3 separate regions of the Mus musculus genome follow, and all the other regions are linked to region 2. Evidence: chromatin contacts called from public Hi-C data. All regions are on one chromosome and are shown on one strand. Each heading gives the region's core, a stretch centred on a gene start, on an enhancer-like site or on the middle of the called end of the contact. The rest is flanking DNA. Distances are from core to core; before and after follow the strand shown. Region 1 overlaps Gm36703 (a long non-coding RNA gene). Region 2 overlaps Pik3r1 (phosphoinositide-3-kinase regulatory subunit 1). Region 3 overlaps Gm29927 (a long non-coding RNA gene).

Region 1 (2,700 bases), core at 81-2,580, 630 kb before region 2:
GCCTGCCTGCCTGCCTGCCTGCCTGCCTGCCTGCCTGCCTGCCTGCCTATCTATCTATCTATCTATCTATCTATCTATCTATCTATCTATCTATCTATCTATCTGCCTATCTATCTATCTATCTATCTATCTATCTATCTATCTACACTCATTAGCTGTGTCTACTTGGGTATCAAATAAGCAGTCCTGCTATACATGATGAAAACATTTATATGGTGCTGATGGAAAATCAGATATAAATGTACCCACTTTTGATAGTCTGTTTTTTGTATATTAATTAAAACTAGAAAACTGTACTTAGGAAACTAAATTGTTTAATCAAGGCTTTTAAATGTGTTCTCTCCTCACCTCTCCCTACTCCCTCTTTTTTTTTTTTTTTTTGTATAGTCCTGGGTGTCCTGGATATAGACCAGGATAGTCTTGAACTCAGAGAGCTGCCTGCCTCTACCTCCCAAGTGCTGGAATTAAAGGAAGGTGTCACCATCCCCAGAACCGTCTTACAGTGTTTTCTCTTTCATGTATATATATAGACACATTGTGGTGTGTGTGTGTGTGTGTGTGTGTGTGTGTGTGTGTGTGTGTGTGAACAATAGTGTGGCAGTTCTAGAAAGCAGCTAATAAAGAAGGCTCTGGGCATGTTGAATACAGTGGTTTAAATATGAATGTCCTCCATAGGCTTTTGTATTGAAGCACTTGATTCCCATTTGACGACATGATGAGGGATGTGGTATTTATGGCCTTGCTGGAGGATGGAAATCGTTTTAGGAGGTCTCCGAGAGTTCACAGCCTCAATGCACTTCCAGTTTGCTCTCTGTACCATGCTTGCAGTTGAAGATGTAATCTCTCAGCTTCCTTTTCTGGGCCCATGTTGCCAAGCCTCTCTCAGACATCATGGACTCTCTCTGGAACCCAAGACTCTTCTTTCTGTAAATTGTTTCTGATCATGGTATCTTATCACTGCAATAGAAAAAAATAACACACTAGACAACCTCCCTATAAGTTTGATGAACATAAGAATGAACTTATTTTGCTTTTCCTGAGATACAAAATTGACTTTTCATTGATACAGACAACTTTTATGGCTAGGCAGAAATAAAGGAACAATTGAATCACTAATAGAAAGGCATGTGCAATCATGACCACTTTGTGATAGTCTTTTGCCTATTAATTTCAGCTAGAAAACTATACTTATGAAACTAAGCACTTAGCCAAGGTCTTTAAGCATTTTTCCCTCATGGAGATGTAAAGATACAATATCAGTATATGTATGTGTATGAACAATGTGTGCTAATGTTAGAAAACTGCTAGAAGACCCATCTTCCAAGCTGCTTTTGTGGCAGGCTGCCCAGACATTCCTTATTAGGGTGATAAGTCTTTTTGGCTTGGAGATATGTCAGACCATTAGTTTTCAAAGAAGTGACACATTGTGAGTAATAAAAACTCTTCTGGAAAGGGATTCACGTGGATCTGATAGAAATCAAATCTATTAGTGCTCTTCAAAGATGAATTTTCTGGTTTTAGGCCACTTTTCTTTCACAATTTCTCTCTCATTTCCTGCCTTCTGATGATTTCTTTATGGTTAACAGCTTTGCAAGAATAAAGACACAGGGAGAGCAGTGGAAAAAAATCAAACTGCAATGTCAGCTTTGTAATGTCTTAAAAATGGTAGAGAAGTACCACTTGACACTACGTGTTGGGCATTGTATAAAACACTGCCCCGGGCACTGCTCAATACCCTTAGTAGTTGGCATACCAAACTTACACCAAACCTACAGGCCTCATTTGGGAGAATTAATATTAGGCAGAGCAGGGGGAGTTTTCACATTCATATAATTTTAGCTAGCTTCCTATAGTTAAAATTATATATATATATGACAGAAGACAGAAATGATGGACCAAATTGAGAACTTGAATTTTTCATTGTGCTTGATTTCTACCCCATAACGCCATTGGTAATTCTACCATTGGTAGGCTATAAAGAACACTCAGGCCAAAGGAAATCATACCATGTTACATAAAATTTATGCTGTTGTTGTATTCCACTGAACCATCAAGAAGTTAATAAACACAAAGAAACAAATGTCACCCGTTCATCTATTCATGTTTTAGAAGCATTGTTAGCCTAAATTAGTAAAAGAGTGAAGTAATAGTCAAGCATTTAGGCTTGCGGATAAATGTTATGCCCGATGATTAGAGATTCATTGTTTATGGACATTTAACAATAAGAGGAAAAGCTATGGAGTGTTTAAACACCTGATCCTCCCTGGTGACATCAGGGAAGGCTTCATGAAGAAGTGGTCCTTGTACTGAGTTTTGAAAGATGCTGAATTTATGAAATTCCTAGGCAAATGGTTGGACCTGGAGGGCATTATCCTGAGTGAGGTAACCCAATCACAAAAGAACTCAAATGATATGTACTCACTGATAAGTGGATATTAGCCCAGAAACTTAGAATACCCAAGATATAATTTACAATTTGCAAAACACATGAAACTCAATAAGAACGAAGACCAAAGTGTGGACACTTTGCCCCTTCTTAGAATTGGGAACAAAACACCCATGGAAGGAGATACAGAGACAAAGTTTGGAGCTGAAACAAAAGGATGGACCATCTAGAGACTGCCATATCCAGGGATCCATCCCATAATCAGCCTCCAAACGCTGACACCATTGCATTCACTAGCAAGATTTTGCTGATAG
Region 2 (2,700 bases), core at 51-2,550:
GCAGGAGAATCACAAGTTTAAGACCTGCCTGGGCTACACTAAGCGAGTTTGAGACCCAGTTTGAAAATAAATAGATAAGGAAGTAAAGGGATGGTAACTGACATCAGTTTAGTGGTTATCTTAGGGTTTCTGTTGCTATGCTAAAACCCTATGACCAATAGCAACTTGGTGATGAAAGAATTTATTCCAGGGACCAGGGATTTATTAGGGCAAGAACTCAAGGCCGGAACCTGGAGGCAGGAGCTGATGTGTAGGCAGTAGAGGGGTGCTGCTTACTGGCTTGCTTTTCATGGCCTTCTCAACCTGCTTTCTTATAGCACCCAGGACCACCAGCCCAAGGGAGGAACCACCCACAGTGAGCTAGGTCCTCTCTTAGCAATCACCAAACAAAAAAGATGTACCACAGGCTTGCCCACAGGCTAATCTGGTGGGGACATTTTCTTAACTGAGGTCCCTTCTTTCAAAACTGGCTAATTGCAATAAAACTAGCCAGCATGGTGGTGGAGTGCTTGCCTGATATGCAGGAAGCTCTGGGCTTAATCCTAGTACCACAGAAAACAAGAAAAAAAAATGGAGGCTCTGGGTACGTATAAGCCATTCTTGGGTCAAGTTGCCTGTGGGTGGGGGCAGCTTTGAGTTCCTGTGGATGAATCAGCCACTGACGCCTGACACTGGACCCAGCCGCAGAGGGTAGGAAACAGCGTTGCGCACCATTACAGCTTCTGTTCTTTCTTTCAGAAATTTCCAGACTCTTCATTCTTTCTCATTTTTAGATTTTGCGTGGTTTAAAAGTCTTTCTAGATGAACGGAGAAACGCACACAGTTGACTATGTCCTGAAATGGGGGGAAAAGAGAAACTTGGAGTTCCAGGTTAGGAGTCTCAGGAGCTGTGACCCTGGTTTGGGGTTTATGGGGTCTTGGCTGTGATTGAGAGTGACCCACCTGCATGTGTTCTGCTGGTGTCTGGTGGTCCAGGGTGGGTAGCAGAGCCTCAGTTTTATCAGCAGCAGAGATGGAAGATTTCAACACTTAGTATATTAAGGTGTCTGCCAAGAATTAGAGCAGTTGGCTTCCTGTGTCTCCTCTGAAGGAGTAGTGCTGGTCAGAAGCCCTGCAAGATGAGAACGTTTGCCCCTGGGACCCTTCTCTGCTGTTAAGTCAAGGGTTGTCTTCTAGACCCTCTGGGTCACACCTCTCCTAACATGAGGATCAGCCGAATTACAGGCTCAATTTCAGGCAGAGCTGAGCTTGCATCTGATGACAGCAAAGACCTCCATGTGTCTTTCATTATCCTGTTGCCCTGGGAGATGCTGTTTAAGTTGGCAAATGTCCTTACTGAAAGCAAAGCTTGTCACTGGTGAGATTACTAATCCCCCTTCCCCTAGCCCCCCCCCCCACACTCCCACCCCAAAGGATCAAATGCCAAGGAAAGGAGGGAACTGTATAGCTTTGAAAAGTGTGGCGAAGCCATCAAGTTCACCAGGAATAGTAGGGGTAAGATGTGGTTTCAGTTTGTTTACTAGGTTCAAGATGACAATATCTCAATAACAAACTTCAGAGGGGTGTGTATACATGTGTGTGTGTGTGGGGGGGGGTGTGGTGTTGTGTGGTGTGTGTGTGCGTGTGTGTATGTGTGTGCTTTCCTGCTGGCATTCAGGTGTGTGTGTGTATGTGTGTGTGTGGTGTGCTGTGGTGTGTGTGTGCGTGTGTGTATGTGTGTGTGCTTTCCTGCTTGCATTCAGGTGTGTGTGTGTGATGTGTGTGCCTGTGTGTATGTGTGTGCTTTCCTGCTTGTATTCAGATGTGTGTGTATGTGTGTGTGCTGCCTGCTTGCATACAGATTTTTGCATGTGTGTGGCATGTGCTGCCTGAATTTCAAACTCCTAGAAATCATTTAGAAGCTCTAGCTTGTTTTGGTCTTCAGTTCCAGACTTATTGATAGTAAATTTCAAGAAACTTAACAAAAAAATCAGACTGAGCTTTGTGATTTCTAGGTCAGAGGTACCCAGTCTTTCTTTGCAGAGAAGAACCATTTTATTTTACTTTATTTTTTATTTTATTTTTACTTTTTAACCTTCCTCTGTGGCCTTGGGGCCAGGCCGGTTGGAGAAAAGACTAACTCCTTCGTTCACAGAGCAGCTTCAGTAGATACAACCTCACTGCCATCCAGTGGCGGTTGGCTCCACAACACAGGAGCTGACGACTAGACCCACTCTTTCTCCCAAGCCTTTTTTTTTTTTGTTTGCCTCTGCTGCTCAGTTTTCTATTTTTTTCCTCCTCCCAATATGGTACCTGCACTATTTCCTGCCTCCCCAGTGGTAGGAATCGAACCCAGAACCTGCCCGTGCTTGATGATCCCCGCCACCTAGAACTTCTCAGCCCCTGCAAGCAGTATTTGATAAGAAAATTTGACTCGGGCTTAAGGAACTGAGAGCAATTGAATCTATTTACCTTGCCCCATATTCCTAACAGTAGTTCTTGCTATCTGGCTCCCTACCCTACTCCCCCAACTAGGCATAAAGTCTGTATTTTCTCCTTGACTGTTTCTGTTGCTTTGGCCGAAGGATTAATGCTCAGCGGGTGCATCTGCTCGCCACACTTACTTTAAAGCTAGCTCCCCATCTCCCTTTGAATTTGTACTTTGAGCTGTGGTTGACCAATATCCTAGCATGGTTCATGACACTTTGCCTGCATTTCAGT
Region 3 (2,700 bases), core at 182-2,681, 840 kb before region 2:
GAGATGCTCACAGCCATCCATTGGACTGAGAACAGGGTCCCCAATGAAGGAGCTAGAGAAAGGACCCAAGAAGTTGAAGGGGTTTATAGCTTCATAAGAGGAACAACAATTTGAACTAATCAGTACCCCCAGAGCTCCCTGGGACTAAACCACCAACCAAAGAGTACACATGGTAGGACTCATGGCTCCAGCTGCATATGTAGCAGAGGATGGCCTACTCGGTCATCAATGCTAGGAGAGCCTCTTGGTTCTGTGAAGGCTCTATGCCCCAGTATAGGGGAATGCCAGGGCCAGGAAGTGGGAATGGGTGGGTTGGTGAGCAGGGGGAGGGAAGAGGGGATAAGGGGGGATTTTGGAGGGAGACCAGGAAGGGGGACAACATTTGAAATGTAAATAAAGAAAATATCTAATAAAAAAGATTGAAAAGGACAATACAAGTAGATTTGGCCAATGGATTTTGAGCAAAATGACATGTGTCACTCTTAAAAGTTGTATTATTTTATGTCAGCGAGAGACCCTGCAGAGCTGTCCCTTCTCTCTTGAGAATATGTAAAATGGGGATTTGACTCTTATAAACAGAGCCATTCTATCAACAGATGATAAGAAATAAGAATTGCTTGGTTACTATGGTTTTAGAGTTGTTATTACAGTGAAATTTAGCCAATTTGGGCAATTTATCTTAATGTGTCTGCTTCCTTCTCCTTATATTGTTTGAGGTAAAATACAGACTTGAGAGCATTTAAGAGCTGAGTTCTTGGCTTTTTTTTTTTTTTTTTAGAATATTCCTGGGAATTCCTTGTCCAGTTCATGGTCTCATGGGCATCATTAGTATAGCCCCAAACCTACATGCATGTTAAGACAAAATATGTTCAACCTCTTGAGCCTATGTCAGCAGGTGTGCCAACATTGCTTGTAAGCCTCCAACGAGTCCAAATATGTGACTCAGAAGCAAGGGTTAACTCGCTCACAAGAAAAGGCTTTCTGCATGCTTTGTTTCCATCTTCTTCTAGAACATGGCCTCAATGGCTGACCTACTGACTCCCCCTTCCCTGGCAAGCCGTGCACTAGCGGACTGCCCACCAACCAGGCAATTGAGTTGTTGCGGCCTGGCCATCCTGTCAGGGTGCTCTGGGCTTTGGAGCAGAGCACTGTGATCAGCAGACTTTTAGCACAAGGCTTCGTTTATTCAGAGCCCACTGTTGGCAGTGCAGTGAACTGCTCTTTTGTGAGACTTAGGGGGTCACAATTGGTTTTCTGTTCCCTGATGGACATAATAAAGAGGCAGGGTGGCCTCTTTCCCCTTGTCCAGGACAAGGAGTTGGGAGCTCTGCCTTCTGCCTTCAGCTCCCCCACTAAGGGACTTTCCCCAGCCACCTTGCCAAGCCTCTGTGACTCAGCCACTTTCTTTGGGAATTGAGGATGATCTGATTTATTCAAGAGCTGTGAGGCATGCTTGAAAAGGCCGTTGAAAACTGCAGCTTGTGTAGAATGGCTGGCCATCTTCTATGGTTTGGAAACTGGCACAGAGGTTGGGGAATTTCCCTTTCTTGTGTGGAGGTCTGTGGTTTTCTGTGCAGAAAAGTAGGGCTGGCCTGGTGTAACATTCCCCTGATCCCTCCTACTTCCTCTTGGGACCTGTGCCCTGTGATCAGAGCCTGTGCCCTTTGTCAGAAGGCTGTCAGAAGCCATATGCCCCACCATGCTAAGCTGCTGCTTCTCCTAGCTTTCAGAAAAAGTCACTTCTAATTTTAAGAATTAGAGCAATGTTTTAGACAGAAGGAAACGCAGTATGTGAAACGTTACACAGAGAAACAGTTACCCTTGAACACAACAGAGGACATAGAAGCACAAACAAGCCAGTTCCCACACAGAACTTTAAAGGATCAGCTCTAATGGGCTAGAGGGACACACAGCCACTAACTGCTTGGTTGTTGTCTTTCTAGCAGGGATCTGCCACAGTAGAACTAAAGCTACATAGTTGCTCTAAGGAATAGAGTTGATAACTAAAGAAAGGAAGGAAAACAGAAAGAACCTCTTAATAGTCTGTAATAGTGAGACAATCACCCAACTAATGACCTGTAATATTCAAGTAAATTCTGGCTTCTCATTAACCGGGGGTTGCATCTGCTGTGCAGTCTCAGTTAAAGAGAAAACAAAGTCTTTAGCTGAATAAGCAGGAAGTTATTACCTTCCATAGGTACCCTGGAGTCCAACGATAAATAAAATTACTACTATATAAAATTATTGGAATGTTACATTAAGTAAATGGAAAGTAATGTTGCATATGATATATTTACTGAAGATATTTTGTACATAGCAAAAAAAACTTTATAAAAGCTATTTAGATATTTTAAAATGTGCCCAGAGTGAGGCACAGTGAAATTCATGATAATATTTGAAACCCATAGGGTTTTATAATATAATTTACAATTAGAAAGGAAACAAGACAAGTCATAATAAGGTCCCAGTGTGTGTCTATGGGTAGAGGCATAGCACTCTGCTTTCTTTTCTTCCCATCAGCAGGCACAGCGACCTGTATGTAGCAAGTGTTGAACTTTCATCAGTGGTGGTTTAGTTGAGTTATATCCAATCCATCAGGAACAGGCTTTCTGCCAATGAATCTATGTAGATGTAATGACTAGGAAATATACAATCATTTCTGTCCTTGGCTTTACACCCCATGGCCTGATCCAGCTTCTT

The links. Hi-C and Micro-C count contacts between places; a contact is called where the count stands out from the background.
Region 1: a contact with region 2 is called in a Hi-C map of the C2C12 cell line, with 2.5 times the contacts expected there. The contact joins two enhancer-like sites. A contact is called at or near these places in 1 of 484 Hi-C or Micro-C datasets (the C2C12 cell line) and 3 of 115 datasets of contacts at active chromatin or transcription factors (acute myeloid leukemia, bone marrow-derived macrophages and large pre-B cells).
Region 3: a Hi-C map of embryonic fibroblasts shows a contact between it and region 2, with 2.5 times the contacts expected there. The contact joins two enhancer-like sites. A contact is called at or near these places in 2 of 15 datasets of contacts at CTCF or cohesin (the NIH/3T3 cell line and large pre-B cells), 17 of 484 Hi-C or Micro-C datasets (the C2C12 cell line, the MC3T3-E1 cell line, Sertoli cells and 11 more) and 9 of 115 datasets of contacts at active chromatin or transcription factors (the NIH/3T3 cell line, acute myeloid leukemia, astrocytes and 5 more).

What each region holds. Positions count from the first base shown.
Region 1 is chr13:102,354,426-102,357,125 of GRCm38.p6, reverse strand. Gm36703 (a long non-coding RNA gene) reads right to left here. Exons shown (of 4, transcript XR_382833.4): 4 at 442-957. Among named protein-coding and RNA genes, the nearest start is that of Gm46397, 3.9 kb to the right of the region's middle. Within about 2 kb of position 1,330, at least 8 of the 459 cell types and tissues checked have an H3K27ac peak or open chromatin away from gene starts, as enhancers often do. A contact at or near this core is called in the C2C12 cell line, where this site is marked.
Region 2 is chr13:101,728,486-101,731,185 of GRCm38.p6, reverse strand. All of the region lies in intron 2 of Pik3r1 (phosphoinositide-3-kinase regulatory subunit 1), which reads left to right. Among named protein-coding and RNA genes, the nearest start is that of Pik3r1, 38 kb to the left of the region's middle. Within about 2 kb of position 1,300, at least 59 of the 459 cell types and tissues checked have an H3K27ac peak or open chromatin away from gene starts, as enhancers often do. A contact at or near this core is called in the C2C12 cell line, the NIH/3T3 cell line, bone marrow-derived macrophages and 5 more, where this site is marked.
Region 3 is chr13:102,572,257-102,574,956 of GRCm38.p6, reverse strand. All of the region lies in intron 1 of Gm29927 (a long non-coding RNA gene), which reads left to right. Among named protein-coding and RNA genes, the nearest start is that of Gm29927, 19 kb to the left of the region's middle. Within about 2 kb of position 1,431, at least 145 of the 459 cell types and tissues checked have an H3K27ac peak or open chromatin away from gene starts, as enhancers often do. A contact at or near this core is called in the C2C12 cell line, the NIH/3T3 cell line, bone marrow-derived macrophages and 5 more, where this site is marked.